Linked DNA regions of Xenopus laevis: region 2 is linked to region 1. Evidence: chromatin contacts called from public Hi-C data. All regions are on one chromosome and are shown on one strand. The core of a region is the stretch at or near the end of the contact, and the rest is flanking DNA. Distances in the headings are between cores, read along the strand shown.

Evidence for each region. Hi-C and Micro-C count contacts between places; a contact is called where the count stands out from the background.
Region 2: a contact with region 1 is called in a Hi-C map of the XL177 cell line, with 2.3 times the contacts expected there. The contact joins the promoter of prex1.L here to the enhancer-like site in region 1. A contact is called at or near these places in 2 of 4 Hi-C or Micro-C datasets (the XL177 cell line and the XTC cell line).

Annotation. Positions count from the first base shown.
Region 1 is chr9_10L:10,030,650-10,036,132 of Xenopus_laevis_v10.1, forward strand. It overlaps prex1.L (phosphatidylinositol-3,4,5-trisphosphate-dependent Rac exchange factor 1 L homeolog), which reads right to left. Exons shown (of 40, transcript NM_001090233.1): 12 at 4,766-4,869; 13 at 231-280. Among protein-coding and RNA genes, the nearest start is that of prex1.L, 110 kb to the right of the region's middle. Within about 2 kb of position 2,007, at least 1 of the 7 cell types and tissues checked has an H3K27ac peak or open chromatin away from gene starts, as enhancers often do.
Region 2 is chr9_10L:10,144,498-10,149,980 of Xenopus_laevis_v10.1, forward strand. It overlaps prex1.L (phosphatidylinositol-3,4,5-trisphosphate-dependent Rac exchange factor 1 L homeolog), which reads right to left and starts at 2,449. Exons shown (of 40, transcript NM_001090233.1): 1 at 2,122-2,449. The coding sequence starts at 2,265.

The DNA.
Region 1 (5,483 bases), core at 757-3,256:
CTATGTCTGAAGGTACACTGTGTATATTTTAGGCTTGCGTATCATTTTATTTGGCTTTGGCCTTACAAAGGATTTCAGCAGTATGGCATCAATTATCCAGAAAGCTTGGGACCTCAGACCCATGACAGCTAAATATATCTCTGCTATGTCATTTTCTCTTTGTAAATGTAAAATGCTGATTAAATAAATCCCAAGAGGGGTCATTACTGGAAATGATCTGTAAGACTTACTTGACCACTGGAGTAAAAAGGCTGTGCAGCCGGCAGTAGAGCCTCACGCCCTGTAAGGATGAGAACAGATTTATAGGTTTCATCCAGGCCATATTAAAGGCAACCAAACACAAACAAGAAAGAAAGGACATTTTTGTTTTCTTCTTCACTTTAAACAGGCAAATAACACACATGAGAAGCTGCAGGACCTGAAAAAGAACTGGGATACCTAAAAAAGCAGAGGGATACCTATGCTGCCATATTTTTATGGTATCTCTCTGTACAGACTATGAGCAAACTTAGGGGACTGTTCCTACTGAATTGTGCTTAGTACAGGGGAATACCTATACTGTCATAGTTTTATGGGATCTCTCTGTACAGACTATGAGCAAACTTAGGAGTCTGATCCTGCTGAATTGTGCTTAGTACAGGGAATACCTATGCTGCCATAGTTTTATGGTATCTCTCTGTACAGACTATGAGCAAACGTAGGGGGCTGTTCCTGCTGAATTGTGCTTAGTACAGGGGAATGCCTGTGCTGTCATAGTTTTATGGTATCTCTCTGTACAGACTATGAGCAAACTTAGGGACTGTTCCTGCTGAATTGTGCTTAGTACAGGGGAATACCTATGCTGCCATAGTTTTATGGTATCTCTCTGTACAGACAATGAGCAAACTTAGGGGACTGTTCCTGCTGAATTGTGCTTAGTACAGAGGAATTCCTATGGTGCCATAGTTTTATGGTATCTCTCTGTACAGGCTATGAGCAAACTTAGGGGGCTGTTCCTGCTGAATTGTGCTTAGTACAGGGGAATGCCTGTGCTGTCATAGTTTTATGGTATCTCTCTGTACAGACTATGAGCAAACTTAGGGACTGTTCCTGCTGAATTGTGCTTAGTACAGGGGAATACCTATGCTGCCATAGTTTTATGGTATCTCTCTGTACAGACTATGAGCAAACTTAGGGGACTGTTCCTGCTGAATTGTGCTTAGTACAGAGGAATTCCTATGCTGCCATAGTTTTATGGTACCTCTCTGTACAGGCTATAAGCAAACTTAAGGGGCCGTTCCTGCTGATTTGTGCTTAGTACAGGGGAATGCCTATGCTGCTATAGTTTTATGGTATCTATCTGTACAGACTATGAGCAAACTTAGGGGGCTGTTCCTGCTGAATTGTGCTTAGTACAGGGGAATACCTATGCTGCCATAGTTTTATGGGATCTCTCTGTACAGACTATGAGCAAACTTAGGGGACTGTTCCTGCTGAATTGTGCTTAGTACAGGGGGATACCTATGCTGCCATAGTTTTATGGGATTTCTCTATACAGACTATGAGCAAACTTAGGGGACTGTTCCTGCTGAATTGTGATTAGTACAGGGGAATACCTATGCTGCTATAGTTTTTGGGATCTTTCTGAACAGGCTATGAGCAAACTTAGGGGACTGTTCCTGCTGAATTGTGCTTAGTACAGGGGAATACCTATGCTGCCATAGTTTTATGTTAACTCTCTGTACAAGTTATCAGCAAACGTGGGGTTGTTTCTTTTAACATTTTGCTGGCTCTGTTCCCCTTTGCTGGAGGCTATTCCACGCTATTACATGGGCACCTTCTCTTTTGTGTTTAGAAAAACAGCAGAGCATATACTCTGGAGCATTTTTCATTTAGTTCCCTATAGTAAAATTGCTGCCTATAAAGCCTTTGCCTATAATTGTTGCTTGGCACCTGCGGAGCGGTGTTTAGCCTCACAGGACTGAGTCAGAATGAAGCACAGAATGTCACTGCAGATAAGCCCATGGTTTCTATGTAGCCTCTATCTAATTCAAACATCTGCTGATGTGCCTGGTTGGGATGGATGGCGGGGGTAAGAGACAGATTTAACATATTCTCTCCTTTCACCTTATAAACAGACATAAGCAATTTTCATTTTAGCCGGCGGAGGGCAGGGGGAAGGCAGTTCAGGGAGATTGTTACCCCGAAAAAGACGCGATTTGTCGTTGGGGCGACTAATCTCCCTGAATCTGCGTGGCCTGACCCTAAGTGGCCAATGTTGCAGCTCTTGGGGTTCCCATACCCTTAATTGTAACCCATGTAAATAAAAATGCACTCTGTATATTACCTATTATTCTTGCTGAATATTTAGTGGTCAATAAGATGAATTTGGTTAGCGCTAATCTTCCTATTCCCAGAAGGTCCATATTTGAATCCTCTGGAGCTGTTACGAACAGGCGGATAGTCTTTTGCTTTAAGAATTGCTAATTATTTTTATTACGCCTATGTTATCACCCATCACAATAAAGAAGTGGTTTAACCCAATAGAAAGCGGGGACAATGAACATTGGGCTTTTGCAGGAAACAAAAAGATATGAATCTCATTTTCCTTTCCCATGTGTTTCTATGAATGGGCCTTTCCCTAAATTTCCCCTCCCCCTCCCTCGGGGGCCAGATTAATACCATGGCTCCCTCTCATTAATGGGGAAGGGAGGTAAGGAGAGACCTGAATAACCCGGCACATTCATCACGTTAACGAGCAGAGTCGTACTGGCCAGTTAATCTGTTATTTTATCTGGAATCATGTTAATGTGGCTAATAAATTAGTGTGCCAACCACATGCAAAGATTAAGGCAAATAAAGCAGAGTGTAACACACGGGCAGATTCGGGGAGATTTAGTCGCCTAAATGGCCGACAATCTCCCCAAACTTCCTTCGCATGTCTTCCCGTCCGCTATAATGAAAAGTCTCCTGCGCTAAAGCACATGCGGCTCTTCGTTTTCTGAAGTCGCCCGAAGTTGCCTCACGAAGGAAACTTCAGGCGACTTAATGAAAAGTCGTCTGTGCTAAAGCACACGCGGTGCTTCGTTTTCCGAAGTTGCCTCACAAAGAAACTTCGGACGACTTCAGAAAACGAAGCACCGCGTGTGCTTTAGCGCAGGCGACTTTTCATTAAAGTGGACGGGAAGATACGCGAAGGCAGTTCGGGGAGATTGTCGCCCAGAAGAAGAGGCGATTCTCCTGAAATCTCCCCCAATCTGCCCGTGTGTCTCAACCCTATACAATAAGGAGCTATAAGAATCATCTACACGACTGGCAGTATGGAATTCCTGGCTTTATATACAGTAACTGCTCATCTCACTATAGGACTGACACTACATGCAGAAAGTGCTTTCTCTTCTGTAGTGAGCCAGGAGGTGGCAATTCCTTTCACAACTCGTTAGCCAGAAACCACTAAATTGCCAACAAGATACATTCGCAGTGTGGCCTAGTGGGATGTCATTTTGATACAATGAGCCAACGAGCAGGTCCCATCTGGATGACAATATTTCTGCTAGTCAGGAGCTAATCAGCCTAATGGGCCCATATCTGACATTTTAGGAGGGGGCCGTTGGGGTCAGCAGAACAATAGGGAAGGGTTTCAAATGCAGTGTCTGGGACTTTACAAACCTGTGCAACAATCATACCACTGACATCATTTATATCATCCCACCTGCATCACTGCTCAAATGTGTTTTTAAATTTGTCAGTTATTTTAGCTTTCCCTTTATGAATTATAAAATACATAGGTTATAAATATTTTTCTGCCTATTTATTTATTAACAGTTTCCTACAATTGCTCATATCTTGTACACAGAGATACCATAACACTTACCACAATACATATTTTCCCTGCAATAAGCACAATTCAGCAGGAACAGTCCCCTAAGTTTGCTCATAGTCTGTACAGAGAGATCCCATAAAACTATGGCAGCATAGGTATTCCTCTGTACTAAGCACAATTCAGCAGGAACAGTCCCCTAAGTTTGCTCATAGTCTGTACAGAGAGATCCCATAAAACTATGGCAGCATAGGTATTCCTCTGTACTAAGCACAATTCAGCAGGAACAGCCCCTAAGTTTGCTCATAGTCTGTACAGAGAGATCCCATAAAACTATGGCAGCATAGGTATTCCCTGTACTAAGCACAATTCAGCAGGAACAGTCCCCTAAGTTTGCTCATAGCCTGTACAGAGAGATCCCATAAAACTATGGCAGCATAGGTATTCCCCTGTACTAAGCACAATTCAGCAGGAACAGTCCCCTAAGTTTGCTCATAGTCTGTACAGAGAGATCCCATAAAACTATGGCAGCATAGGTATTCCCTGTACTAAGCACAATTCAGCAGGAACAGTCCCCTAAGTTTGCTCATAGTCTGTACAGAGAGATCCCATAAAACTATGGCAGCATAGGTATTCCCTGTACTAAGCACAATTCAGCAGGAACAGTCCCCTAAGTTTGCTCATAGTCTGTACAGAGAGATCCCATAAAACTATGGCAGCATAGGTATTCCCTGTACTAAGCACAATTCAGCAGGAACAGTCCCCTAAGTTTGCTCATAGTCTGTACAGAGAGATCCCATAAAACTATGGCAGCATAGGTATTCCCTGTACTAAGCACAATTCAGCAGGCAAATAATGGCCTTTAAGACCTGGGCTCTCTCATATCTATGAAGATCTGTTGGTTGCCTATTTGAAGTGTCTCTTGAAGAACTTACCTCTGCTAGGGAAGTACTGGGAATAACATACCTTTGACATGATGTCCTCCAGTTCACTCCTTGCTTTGTATGTGCCGTCATCATATCGGAAACGGTAAAGGACTTGCTCGTTCTTAAACTGATGCTTGTCTGAAACTAATCACATGGGAAATGGGTAATCAGCATTCACAAAGATTAGGGAAATGGCCCCCAAAAAAAAATCAGCGATGGGACACTACCTACTGAACTCTCCTTAGAGTCACTGGTTTATTAGCAGTCTAAAACTGATAGAAACTCAGAAACCACTAAAAAAAAACACTACAAAATGAGGGTACGTTGCATATGTGCTCAAGGGATCACTTTTGAGTGTTTACATGAAATTTCTTTTTGGGTTTAGATCTCCCTTCATCTGCAGGTGTCAGTATTTATGCTGCTGCACCTCATTCCTGGCACATCAGGTTCATTATTCCTTTTATATTTATTATGCCTTTTATATTTGTCTTTTATATTTTTAGATTTAAAGGGACAAGCTGGCAAGTCTAATAAAATGCAACACCAGCTCATTCTCTGCGCAGCAGGGGCACAGCAATGCCGTGAGTATTAGGTGTTATTCTTTACAACATCATAAAACGGCTATTTTGGGGGCAGCAGAGACTTCAGGTTTATAATGGAATGTTAAGGGAAAGCTTTTACTGGTACACACTGGAATTTGTACCCATTAAACACAAATCCATATGTTTGCTGTAGCTCTGCACTAACTTTAGTCTTTG
Region 2 (5,483 bases), core at 1,199-3,698, 110 kb after region 1:
GTGAGAGTCTCCCAGACCACCAAACAAAATGCTCATTGTTTTCCAATTGGTTCCAGGGCCGCTCCCCCCAGGACAGGAAGGTTTATAAATCCCCAGAAACGACAGAACTTTCACTTGTCAATGGCTCATTAAAGGGGGGGTTGTTCACCTTTAAATTAACTGTTAGTATGCTGTAGAGAGTGATATTCTGAGACAAATTGCGATTGGTTTTCATTTTTTATTATTTGTGGTTTTTTCAGTTATTTAGCTTTTTATTCAGCAGCTCTCCAGTCTGCAAATTCAGTAAACTGGTTGCTAGGGTCCAAATTACCTTAGCAACCATGCATTGATTTGAATAAGAGACTGGAATATAGATGAATGAAAAGCAGCAAAGCAATAAACGTGCAGCCTTACACAGCATTTGTTTTTTAGATGGGGGTCAGTGACCCCCATTTGAAAACTGGGGAGAGTCAGGGGAAGAAGGCCAATCATTTTAAAACAAAAAAAATGAAGGCCAATTGAAAAGTTGCTTAGAATTAGCCATTCTATAACATACTAAAAGTTAACTTAAAGGTGAACCACCCCTTTAAGTAGCATAGCTGGAAGAGGTGCTGCAGCATCTCAGATGACTCCCTATTATCCGTCACAGAAAGTTTAGGGATTTATTTCACATGGAATGTGGACGATTCTTACTGGAAGCCATAAGAGGAGGAGGACTGGCACCCCGAGGAAGTGATAACCTGACCACTTGCTGCCTTCATGTCACTATAAAAAGCTTTACGGCCAGCAGTAAAGCAGGAAGATAATAAAATAATCCCTTTAACCGCAGTTATCTGAGCCCTTTAAACCACTTTTACTGCCTGTGATTAGGGAAAGCAGAGAGGGAAGGGTGAGGATTCTGATTGGGCAGAGACACACGCTTAAATTCGGGGAGATTTAGTCGCTTGGCGATAAATCGCCTCTTCTTCGTGGGCGACTAATCTCCTGCCGGGTAGAATGTAAATCGCCGGCGGGATGGTAATCGGTGCGCTTCGTTTTCCGAAGTCGCGCAAAGTTTCCTCACCAGGAAACTTCGGGCTACTTTGGAAAGCTTTGGGCAACTTTAGAAAACGAAGCGATCCGAGTGCCACCGCGCCGGCAATTTAGATTCTAGCTGGCAAAAGGTAGTTCGGGGAGATTAGTCGCCATGAAGAAGAGGAGATTTATCGCCAGGCGACTAAGGGAAGAGACACACGCTCAGATTCAGGGAGATTAGACGCCCAGCGACAAATCTCTTCTTTGGGGCGACTAATCTCCCCAAACTGCTTAGTTTTTCCGAAGTCGCCTCACGAGGAAACTTCGGGCGACATCGGAAAGCCAAAGCGATCTGACTGTGTTTTCCAAAGTCGCCCGAAGTTTCCTCGTAAGGCGACTTCGGAAAACGAATCGCTCTGAGTGCCATCCCGCCGGCGATTTACATTCTAGCCGGCTGAAGGCAGTTCGGGGAGATTAGTCGCTGAAGAAGAAGTGATTTGTCTCTGGGCGACTAATCTCCCCGAATCTGAGCCTGTGTCTCTTCCCTTATTGTCCTGATGTGCATGTGACAAGCAGTATATGTATATACAATAGGGCACCCAGCAGACACGTTCCCCGCTTACATACGCGATGTCAGATCATTTAAATCTCCCAAATGCATCCCCCCTCCCCCACCGGAGTCCTAGTTCCTTCCCCAAATCCTTCAATGAACATCCTCCATTTAGTCAACAAAGAAACAGAATTGCACCCCCATTACCCAGGGCTGCTGCTGTTCTGGAGTGATATCACAATGGTGAAAGCATGTGCTATTAATCAGTGCATGTAAATATCACTTAAAGGGGCAGCACCGCTTTTTCCCCAAACCTGGTTCCACTTTGTGAGCCTTGACCGGGGTGTGAAAAAAAGAACAAGTCCAACTGTCTGGACTACAGCTCCCAGAATCCCCTGCAGGAGGGTGTCAGACAGAGAGATGTCAGGCAGAATAGAGATATAGAATACAAAGCTCAGCACAAACCCCCCCAGACATACAACATGGGGTTCAGCAGAAGATCTAAGTGAGATCCTGGACAAGGAGCACGTGACCCAGGTTGGGATGAATTCGCCGCAGTAAAGTGCAGAGTTACTCACAGACTGGAGGAAGCGCAGGGTCCCCACATAATCGCGCTCCGTATTGAGGGTCTCGTTCAGGACACACAGTCTCAGTCTCAGCTGTCGCTCCGACTCCTTGTTGCAACTCTCCCCGGGGCTCGCGGCTGACCCCACTCCCTCCATGTCTTCAGGGACCCCCCACAACCCCCCTACAATCCAAACTGATGCGACCCCCCTCCCTCCTCGGCCGCCGGTGCAGTCGCTTGGGCACAAGTCACAGTGCGACGCTGTACGGTCCGGCGCCACCGCGCTCCACCTTCATCCTGCGCCTCATGCAAATCCTTCCAGCGCAAAGTTTGCCCCTCAGCTGCTCCTCGCCGGACTCCTGTGCCGCTGCCTCCTGGGGAGAGACATGTCCCGCACTCACTCGCTCACTGGGGCTGCCCTCTGTCTGCTGCCGCCGCTACTGCGTCTGAAACGCCTCCAGAGACTCAGCAGCAGCGCTCAGTAGCGTGTAACAGCCAGGAGGGGGAGGGTTAATACAAAGCTGCAGCTTCCCCTTGCACATGGGCTACTGGGGGTGTGAATATGCCTGTAACTGGGGGTGTGAGTAATTCAGTAACTGGGGGTGTGAGTAACGGTGTAAGTCTATAACTGGGGGTGTGAGTCTATAACTGGGGGTGTGAGTCTATAACTGGGGGTGTGAGTAAGTCTGTAACTGGGGGTGTGAGTAAGTCTATAACTGGGGGTGTAAGTCTATAACTGGGGTGTCAGTAAGTCTATAACTGGGGGTGTAAGTCTATAACTGGGGGTGTGAGTAAGTCTGTAACTGGGGGTGTGAGTAAGTCTATAACTGGGGGTGTAAGTCTATAACTGGGATGTGAGTAAGTCTATAACTGGGGGTGTAAGTCTATAACTGGGGGGGTGTGAGTAAGTCTATAACTGGGGGTGTGAATTAGTCTGTAACTGGGGGTGTGAGTAAGTCTATAACTGGGGTGTGAGTAACTCTATAACTGGGGGTGTAAGTATATAACGGGGCCCCATGAGGCCCTAATTAATGGGTAATATTAATATATACTGGTAAAACAAGACAACCTCTGGAGAGTTTGGGGCCCCTCAAATTACTTTGCTGTGGGGCCGGTAACATCTAGTTATGGCACTGGGCACAACCAGAAAGTGTACAAACCTGGGTGACTGAACACTGATAGTGGGGCACAACCCAGAGAGAGAACAAATCTGCTGGTAGGGGACAATGCAGAAGGAAAGCAGGTCTTTACACTACTAGTGTGTAGATAAAGCTGGACATGGGCTGATATAAATTACTGACATGGGCCCTTTAGTCTTGGGCAAATAGTTATAGGACAGGCTGGAAAATCCCATTGGGTGAGGACTGTGCTCATGCGCTGATGATGGGAAAATATACCGGCCTTCCTATATTTTGCTATTTCTGCCTTATTAATAACATTGGCATCAAGCACCATTTCTACCTGCTGAGCCAGTAAAATAGCGACCAGGTGGAAACGCCAGCTGTGATTGGCTATATGCTAGCCCCCAGGTCCGGACAGAGAATTAAAATAGGCCCTGGCATTTCAGGTACACAGAGGCCCAATCAGCCCACATAGAGGCCCAAACAGCCTTCACCAGCCCACTAAATACTGACTTTCTATGGGACCTTATAGCAGCCCCTCTGGCATTTGCCAGAACTCACAGATTGCCAGTCCGGGCCTGCTAGCCCCTATGTGGACTGGCAGCCTACAGTTATATGTGGTATAGCCGGTAAAACACCTGCCTAGGCCGAGGCTGGTATTACAAATTTACCGGCAATTTAGCTGCCGGTAAATTTGTAATATTCCTAACAGAAGCCCTCGGCCTGCCCCCAACCCACTCAAAATTTACCTTTTTTGCTGCTTTCTGGCCAAGCGTGCGTTCTGGCTTTGCCCCTTTATGCCACGACCCGCCCCTTTCTATGCCACAGCCCTTCCCCCTTTTCACGCCCCCACCACAGCAGGTGAGAATTTTATTAAAAGGAGGCAACCCTACCTACAGGAGACTCTGTCTGGCACAGTCCGGCCAGCCTGATCGACGAGCCGACTGATACCCAAGTCTTCTGCCAATACCAGTCGGCTCGCCTCCTGCCATACATGCACCGAATATTGTACGAAACATTTGTTTAGTTTCAGTGCGTCTATGGCCGCAACTGGGGGAGCAGATCCTGCAGCAGCAGCCTGGAACACAAGATCTTGTGCTTGATAGAAGGGGTCGTGTGCATGCTGGTGTGAGCAGGACTTTGAGTGCATGTGTCTAACCAGGGTCAGACTGGGCTGGTGGGACACCGGGAAAAAACCTGGTGGGCCCCGGCCCTCATGGGCCTAGGGTTGCCACCTTTTCTGGAAAAAGATACCGGCCTTCCTATATATTTATATTTTTTCCCTATTAATAACATTGGGATGAACCATCATTTTTACCAGCCAGGCCAGTAAAATACCAGCCAGGTGGCAACCCCAGCCGGCCCTGACCCCCTCTCCATATCTGCCTGCCCAACATGAAAACTATTTGCGGTGCCCCTGGGGGAATGTGATATATAGCAGCTCAACACTGACTCACAAACACACTTTATTCACAAACTTTTAAATTCAGCAACAGCCCCATCTACTGGCCGTCTCTGCTCATCACAGTCTCCAGTGTAGAAATCTTATTATTATTGTTCTTTATTGATATAGCGCTGATATCATACACAGTAGAGCTCTGCTTTCTCTGCACATTGCTTTTCTGTAATGAATAAAGATAATAAATACCCATGTGCAGGAACCAGAGCAACGCTCATTGGGGCTCATTTATAAACATTGGGCAAATTTGCACCTAGGCAGTAACCCATGGCAACCAATAGATTTCTTTCAGCGTTCAACCTGCAGCTGGCTGAAAAAAAATCACTGATTGGTTGTTAATGGTTACTGCCCAGGTGCAAAATTGCCCAATGTTTATAAATGAGCCCCACTGTCTATGTCACATGGTACAATTGAAGCGAAGGCGAAACTCACCTGCAGAGAAACGACATTATTCAATGACAGCCAGTGGGATTAGGAAGGATTTAGGGAAGCTGTTCTTACACGTCGTATTTATTTTATAATGGTCAAATAGAGGGTTATTTACTAAACTCTGGTCGGGCTTTTTGGGCCAAAATGCTAATTTTTCAGGTTCTTTTTCTGCAACTCAAATTTTTCGAGATTTATTAAAGCCTCATGCAACAAAATGCCCGAATCTGGAAATCCGCCATCTCAGACCTGCTATGTTGGTGTATAAGTTCCTGTGGTCTGCGCTTGAATTAGCCCGAAAATCCGACCTTTTCGGGCAAAAATCTGAAAATTTGGGGGTTTTCAGAAAAAAGTGTTTCTGGAAAAACC